Linked DNA regions of Mus musculus: region 1 is linked to region 2. The links are chromatin contacts, called in public ChIA-PET maps. All regions are on one chromosome and are shown on one strand. Each heading gives the region's core, a stretch centred on a gene start, on an enhancer-like site or on the middle of the called end of the contact. The rest is flanking DNA. Distances are from core to core; before and after follow the strand shown.

Region 1 (3,749 bases), core at 173-2,672, 620 kb after region 2:
TAGGCTCACAGCGGCATGACCCATCTGAACATGGTCCCTTAATGTGACCACTGAATGATGCAGACATAGAAAATGGGAACTAAGTAAATGCAGAAAGTCAGTTTTCTGGGTGGGTCAGAGATCTGGGTGCCAGGCTGGAGGTGGGACATACTAAAGTCACACAGTAATGATGATGTCACTACTGTGGCCAGCACCACTCTTCCTCCACTGAACTTTGCCCCTGACACTACCAAGTCAGGATGTTCATATCCTGACTCCTTAGAGTTTGTGTTGTGAGGAAGGAAGAGATTAAAGAGTCCATAGTCAGTGCTCAGCCAAGTACCTGGTAGCAAGCCTCAAGAGGAATTAGGTGTGGTGTGGTATGATGTGTGTGTGTGTGTGTGTGTGTGTGTGTGTGTGTGTGTGTAGGTGTGTAGGTGTGTAGGTGTATGTAGACATATGTGTACTTGCATTTGGAGGCTAGGGGTAAATCTCATCTTTCATTCCTCAAAGTTCACTAATCTTGTTTGGGGTTGGGGGTGGGGGGCAGAATTTCTTCCTGACTGAACTAGGCTGTCTGGCCACTGAGCCATACGGATCCACTTCTGTCTGCTTTCCCAATGCTGGCATTACACGTACACGCTACCACACCTGGCTTTTTACATGTGCTCCGGGGATTAAATTTAGGGCTTCATGCTTGGGAAGGAAACAGTCTACAGAGGGAGACTGTTCATAAATTATCAATATTCTTCATTCCCAAAGGGGGACTCTTACAGTGAAGTCCAGAGGAGGGCCACACGTAACTTGTGCTTTAGTGCAAAGCCTTAGCAGATTCCATCCATTGATGAAGAACAAGCCTCCTCTGTCTGTCTCTGATCTTTTACAGTCTTCTTACGAGAAATTCCTACTGGCTCTTCGTCAGCTTTCTGAGCACAGCTTCACGAATGGCAGTTGATCTTCCTGAGTGGGTGTGAATTTCCCCCTCCTTTTCTAGAATTCAATCCACTTTCAAGAATGAAGTCATTGAACGTACCATCTTCTTGAGAGAAGTTACCCAGAGAGATCTCAGCAGAAAGTTTGTTTGCTTTGCCCAGAACTCCATTGGGAACACAACACGGACCATACGGCTGAGGAAGAAGGAAGAGGGTAAGCCTAGAAGTTTGTTCCCAGAGATTGACAACTGTTCTTCTTGAAAGGGGAAGGGGCATTTTCCCAAAAAGAGCATCAGTGTTAGCTGTGAAAGCTTTCCAGACACTAAAGCACTTTGCCGTGGTAGTTCCTTTAAGGCCTTGACTATGACCATACAACTGACTTTGACCTGAGCTTTGTAACAACTAATTTGTGTGCAGAAGAACCCATTACTCAACTCACCCAGACTTTCTGTTCATGCTGTTGCCCATTCATATAGCCTTCCCACTTACTCATTCCCTAAAGCACTCAATTAACCTACTTATCCCTCTTGTACCTACAAGAATCCCCAGCCCCACCTACCCCCACCCACTGGGACAGCCCAGTGTGCAGACATCACTTTCTTTGCCATTTGCCCCTGCTGGCTTCCAGAGACCATGACAAGAACTCTGAGAAATGCCCATGAGGAACAGTTCCATCCTTAGCAAGATGTCCAGGGATGAGGTTGGGCCAATCATGGACTTGCTCAGTCGATGACTGGAACACAGTCCAGCAGAGTAAATGTCCTCTGGCCATAGTGTGACACTGTAAGTGTGCCATGACGGTAGCTTTCCTATGCAGATCCCTTATTTATAAGTTGAGTCATGGAGGGTGCAAGGTGCTGATGTGACTCCTAGTCTAGGAATGTTTAGACTTCCATGGGGATGAGCACCCGCAAATGTAATTTACAACAGGCAACAGGAAAGGTACAGATGAGCTCTATAGACATTTGTAGGAACAAAAATAGGTAAAATGACTCAGCATCGTAGGTCAGCTCATCAGGAATTTCCCATCAACCTGGCTCTCTAGAGTTAATTGTGGAAAATTCCATCCAGACTTGAGATGACAGAGATAGCAGCATGGCTTTCTATTACATAATAGGCTGTGTTGGTCTAGATGTGTTTGCTCAGATCTCTGTGTTTCCCTTAGTGGTGTTTGTATACATCCTTCTCGGCACGGCCTTGATGCTGGTGGGCGTTCTGGTGGCAGCTGCTTTCCTCTACTGGTACTGGATTGAAGTTGTCCTGCTCTGTCGAACCTACAAGAACAAAGATGAGACTCTGGGGGGTAAGAACACCCAGTGTGCCACTCCCTGTCTAAATGACAAGACACTGTTACTTAGTTATTCCCTATCTATTGGCTCTCTTTTCTTAGAACTGTCTTAGTTGTGATTTCACATGCCTCCTGCCAGCCAGAGCCCATGAGAAAAGTCAGAGGTAGCTAATGCCTGATAGGTAGTGTTTTATCTCGAAGGATTAGGTCCTTCCTCTTCTTCTTTTCCTCCTCCTCCTCTTCCTCTTTTTCTTCCTCTTCTTTTCCCCCTCTTCTTTTTCTTTTAATTTTTCTTCCTCCTCTTATCCTCCTTCTTCCTCCCCCTCCTTCTCTTCACCTTTCTCTTCTTCTTTTTCTTCTTTCTATTCTTCTTCTTCCTCTTCTAATTCTTCTTCCTCCTCCTCCTAGTCTTTCCTCCCCCTTTTCTTACTCTTCTTCTTTTTTCTTCTAATTTTCCTGCTCCTCTTCTTGTTCATCTTCTCCTCCTTCCTCTTCCTCCTCCTCCTCCTCTTCTTCTTCCTCCTCCTCCTTCCTCTCCTCCTTTTGCTCTGGCTTTACACCAGGAAAGACTGAAGAAACAATTCTAGCTCATTCTAGTTACCAGGAACCTTGTAGAAGATACTTTTGTGGGATTTATGGGACTTAGAAATATTCTCTTTGCTAACCAATCTGGGGTGATTCAGCAAGTGGCAGCTTTATATACCGCTCTCCTCATTCATAAAACAGGACTGTCGCAGCAGCAGGCAGAGGACAGTATGTGAGCTCACTGAGGCTAGACCTGGTTTGCCTTTAGACTGGTACCTAAGTATATAGAAACTCAGTATGGTCTGCGATGAATGTCACTTGAGGATGGGTCATATGCCCAGTCAGAGTATTGACTATTGCCATCTTCACAGTCCCCTTAGACAGAGAAAGATGAAGCCATAATCTTCGTATGAGACCACCCAAAGAGGCTGTGTCTTAACTTTGAATCTTTAAGTCTGGTTTTAGGAAACCCATCACCTGGGTTATTACCACATGAAAACAAGGCATGCCAGGTCAGGGATTTGTCCCAAACAAGTGTAAGTTGCACAAATTACAAGTCCTATTATTACCAATGACACTTCTGTTAATTCACCCACAAGACATGGTTGCAATACCCATCATGTTGTATGGGCTAGAATGCTGCTTTAAGCTTTGCTGGCTTCAGCAAGTCTCAGGTCAGTGTATTTGCAGTGTCAGTGACTGACTTTACTGCTTGGAGCAGAAGGTCTGCCTGCCGTGTAAGCACCTTCACTGGGAGGGTCCTCTGAGGCCAGTGGCTTTTGCAGGCTGAAATTACGGCACCAAGAAAAGAAAGTAAGAAGTGTTTCAGGTCTGAGTTCAGTTCCCCGCCCCCACAAACACACACAAACACACACACACACACACACACACACACACACACACACACACACACACACACACACCTGAACCAAGCTAAGAAAACTAGAGAAATACATGCATTTCATCTTATTTTAGATCGATTATTGATAACATCCTTTGAGTTCCATATAAGCCAACAGTGTTTT
Region 2 (3,686 bases), core at 1,181-3,680:
GACATACTTTCTCAAGCAAGGCCACACCTACCAACAAGGCCACACCTACCAACAAGGCCACACCTACCAACAAGGCCACACCTACCAACAAGGCCACACCTACCAACAAGGCCACACCTACCAACAAGGCCACACCTACCAACAAGGCCACACCTACCAACAAGGCCACACCTCCTAATCCTTCTAAGTAGTGCCACTCACTCTCTGGTGACTAAACCTTCAAATATATGAGCCTGTGGGGGCCATTCTTAACCGCCACATCCCACTCTCAGGTCCCCATAGGCTTATTATAGCCATATCGTAATGCAAAAATGCATTCAGTCCAACTTCAAAACTCCTCATAGGCTGTTACAGTCAAAACATTGTTTAAAAGTCCAAATTTCAAAACCTCTTCTGAGACTCAAGGCAATCTCTTAATTGTAATCCCCTGTAAAAGTCCAAATAAAAAAAGATCACATACTTCCAACATACAGAGGCACAGAATCTACATTACAATCCCCGTAGGGAGGAAGGAGCATCAGTGCGTGCGTAAGTACGACTGGAGACCAGCTGGGCAGGCTCCAATCTCTGCATCTCCATGTCTGATGTCAAAAGTCTTCAGATCTCCAACTCCTTTTAGCTTTGTTGACTGCAACACATGCCTTTCTCTTGGGTTGTTTCTGTTCCTGGTTTGCAGTTCTTCTTGGCAGTCATCCCACAACTCTGCCATCACCAACATCTTGGGGTCTCTGATGAAATCAGGGTTCACTTCAGCTTCACATAGTAGCCTCTGGGCTGCCATACAGGGTCATCCCTTATATATGCATGCTTCTTGTACCTGTGGATTTGTCTGTGGATTTACTGGGTTCAGACAACTGGTTTTGTCCTGTTTCCCCTCCCTGGTTCCTAGGCTTGGGACTCCTGATGTGGATATGAGCCCCAGATCTGCCTGCAGCAGCTTGCTTGCCCACCCACCCACCCTCCAAGTTGTTTCCTCAGGCTCTTTCAGGGCTTCATTTAGGATGGTCACTGTTGCTCAGGCTTCATGGCCACCCCCACCCCACCCCCTTAGGACTTGTTTTACAAAACCCTGTGTATGTTTGTATTTGTGGATATGTGCATGTGAGTTTGGTGCCTTCAGAGGCCACCGAAGACAGCTTGTTAAGCTATCTAATCTGAGTGCTGGGAACCAAACTTGGGTCTTCTGCAAGGGCCATATCTGTGCACTTCTGAGCCACTGAGGCATCTCTGGCACCTGCCTTGTGTTCTTACGTCCATGGGTGTGTTTGCTAGTAGTCTCATCTAGTTTTTTCTTAATCTCGGACATTAGTGTGTGTATACGTGTGTGTCTGTGTGTATAAAATATATATATATATATATATATATATATATGTATGTATGTATATGTATATGTATATCAAAGATTTTGGATCTTTTTGATAATTTTTTAGGCTTTATATTTTCTCTAATTTTTGCACATAAGAAATAGCTATATTGTTTGCTTTACCAATGTTATTCTAACCTGTCAGTCTTGCATAGTTTTTAGTAGTCTTACTGTTCTCTGTGTGCTACGACTTCCAGAATGTTAGTCTTTCAGTAGATGCCACTTGCCATGAATTTTACTGTGTTTTAGTGCTGTGGTGGTGGTTGTTGTTATTACTATTATTACTGTTACTCTTATTATTATTATTATTCCTGTAAGTATTCTTGAAGTTTGTCTGAGAGACAGTTCAGTTATGTAGGAGAAAGCCAGTTTATCATTGAGGACCCATTTCTCTGTTTTTTTTAGTAGGACTTAGCATTGGTGAGTGTCTCTGGCACTAGCTTAGTGTCTGGTGAGCTCTGCAGTCAGTATGTGAGTATGCGAGTACTGGCTTTGTTCCTTCATCTCTTTTCTGTACATGTTTTGTCTCTGCCTTAGATAGTTTCCTTATATACATGTGTTGATTTGTACTTGCTGAACTCAGGCAGGCCCCCTTTTAGACCTTGGGTTCCTCATGTCTGGGCAGCCTCTGTATTCCAATTTTACCTCTGGTTTCTCAATCTACCCAGCCTCTCAGCTCTTCCTCACTGAGGGAGCAGGCTGGTCTTTGCTTTGGTTTCTTTCTTCTTGAGTCATGGCTTGAAGGTTTGAAGGGAGCCAGTAGACCTAGCAACCAGAGGTCAGGGGTCAGTCTGCCTTTCACTTGTGTGATGCCTAGTCTCCCCTTCTGCCCCTTTTCCTTTCTCCGAGTTGAAAACAACTTGGTGTGTGTGTGTGTGTGTGTGGTTCATATGCAGATGCAGATGTGTAGGGCTGTGGTTCTCAGCATGTCAGATCTCCTGCACATCAAATGGTTATGTTACGATTCACTGCAGAATGAGGATGTGTGGTAAAGGGTTGCAGTGTGAGGAAGGCTGAGAGCCGCTGGTTTGAGGCGAGCATAGCATCAGTGCCTACCTCTGTAAGTCTCCTCCTGGTCTTTTGAGGCGTAGTCTCCCCTGAATCAAGCCGCAGTGCCGAGGCGGCACAGTGCTGATGTGGGCGGTGATGCCTGGCTTGTTCCATGGGCGCTGTGATCTGAAATCTGGTCTCTTAACCAAGCCATTTCTTCAGACCTTCTCCTGAAGTCAGATCTTGTGTAGTTTGGCTTTGAGCTCCTCCTCTCTCAGCCTCCTGGGTGTGGGATGTGAGGTGTGTCTTGCCACATCTGGTCTCACTGCTGGCTGGTCGGAACGTTGATGCAAACTCAGAGCTCTGCCTGCCGGTAATGGGGTTAAAGGTGTTCACCAACATGCCCAGCAACTCCTCTGTTTTTGATGGTAGTAGTGACATGTAGAAGAGACATCTTAACTTTAGAAAGAGCTTTGTCTTAGGTTTTGTTTGCCTGTTTGTAACAGTGCTTCTCTGTGTAGCCCTGGCTGTCTTGGAACTCACTCTGTAGACCTGGCTGGGTTTTAGTGTGTTCAGAGTTCCACCGCCAATCAATCTGGTGACATCCTTCACACAGACCCATGTCCTGGTCCTTCTAGTGTCTGACAGCTGCACCTTAGCCCTCTGCCTTTTGTTGCTGGAGGTGCTCTAGGCATTTCCTGTAAGTGGAAGCACACAGTGACTGTCTTTGTTCAGCCTGATGTCTTCAGGGTTCAAGCATGTTGTAGTGGGTGTCAGTACCTTATGTCCCCCTTTGTGTAGTCATGTTCCATTGAGTAGCTATTCACCATACACTGGCTCATCAGCTAATGTTTCCCTTTGAGCTCCTAGGGTTGACGCTGCTGTGGGCATGTGTGTGCAGTTCCTGTGTAGACTTTTGGGGCTGTAGGAATCTGTGCTAACTGACTTTTTGAGGAACTGCAGAGCGGGTAGTTTCGTGACACTCCCACAGCAGTTTAGGAATGTACGCTTTTTACATCCTTGCCAATGCGTGTGATAGCTGTCATTCTTCATAATGGGCATGGTTGTTATCTGTCCTGTGGTGTTGATTTGAATGTCTCTGACGACTAATGACAGTGAGCATGTCTTCACTTGCTTTTGGCCTTTTGAGTATTTTTATGGGAGTGTTTTTCAAGTCTTTCACCTGTTGCTTAAGTTGAGTGATATTATGAGTTACGAATTTTCTGCCTAAGTATTCTCTGTTTGTCCAAGCTGCTGGGTCTATAATGTGCAGCATCTTTGTGTATTCTTGGATTGTATTTGCACTTTCTTTATGGTATATATTTTCCAAGTC

Evidence for each region. ChIA-PET counts read pairs in DNA pulled down with a chosen protein or histone mark.
Region 1: a contact with region 2 is called in an RNA polymerase II ChIA-PET map of memory CD8 T cells, with 9 read pairs. The contact joins two enhancer-like sites. A contact is called at or near these places in 8 of 39 promoter capture datasets (the 3T3-L1 cell line, 3T3-L1-derived adipocytes, the HPC-7 cell line and 4 more) and 1 of 115 datasets of contacts at active chromatin or transcription factors (memory CD8 T cells).

The regions. Positions count from the first base shown.
Region 1 is chr1:40,540,914-40,544,662 of GRCm38.p6, forward strand. It overlaps Il18rap (interleukin 18 receptor accessory protein), which reads left to right. Exons shown (of 13, transcript NM_010553.4): 10 at 974-1,125; 11 at 2,077-2,214. Among named protein-coding and RNA genes, the nearest start is that of Il18rap, 27 kb to the left of the region's middle. Within about 2 kb of position 1,423, at least 22 of the 459 cell types and tissues checked have an H3K27ac peak or open chromatin away from gene starts, as enhancers often do. A contact at or near this core is called in memory CD8 T cells, where this site is marked.
Region 2 is chr1:39,915,656-39,919,341 of GRCm38.p6, forward strand. The region is part of intron 2 of Map4k4 (mitogen-activated protein kinase kinase kinase kinase 4); the gene reads left to right. Among named protein-coding and RNA genes, the nearest start is that of Map4k4, 17 kb to the left of the region's middle. Within about 2 kb of position 2,431, at least 69 of the 459 cell types and tissues checked have an H3K27ac peak or open chromatin away from gene starts, as enhancers often do. A contact at or near this core is called in memory CD8 T cells, where this site is marked.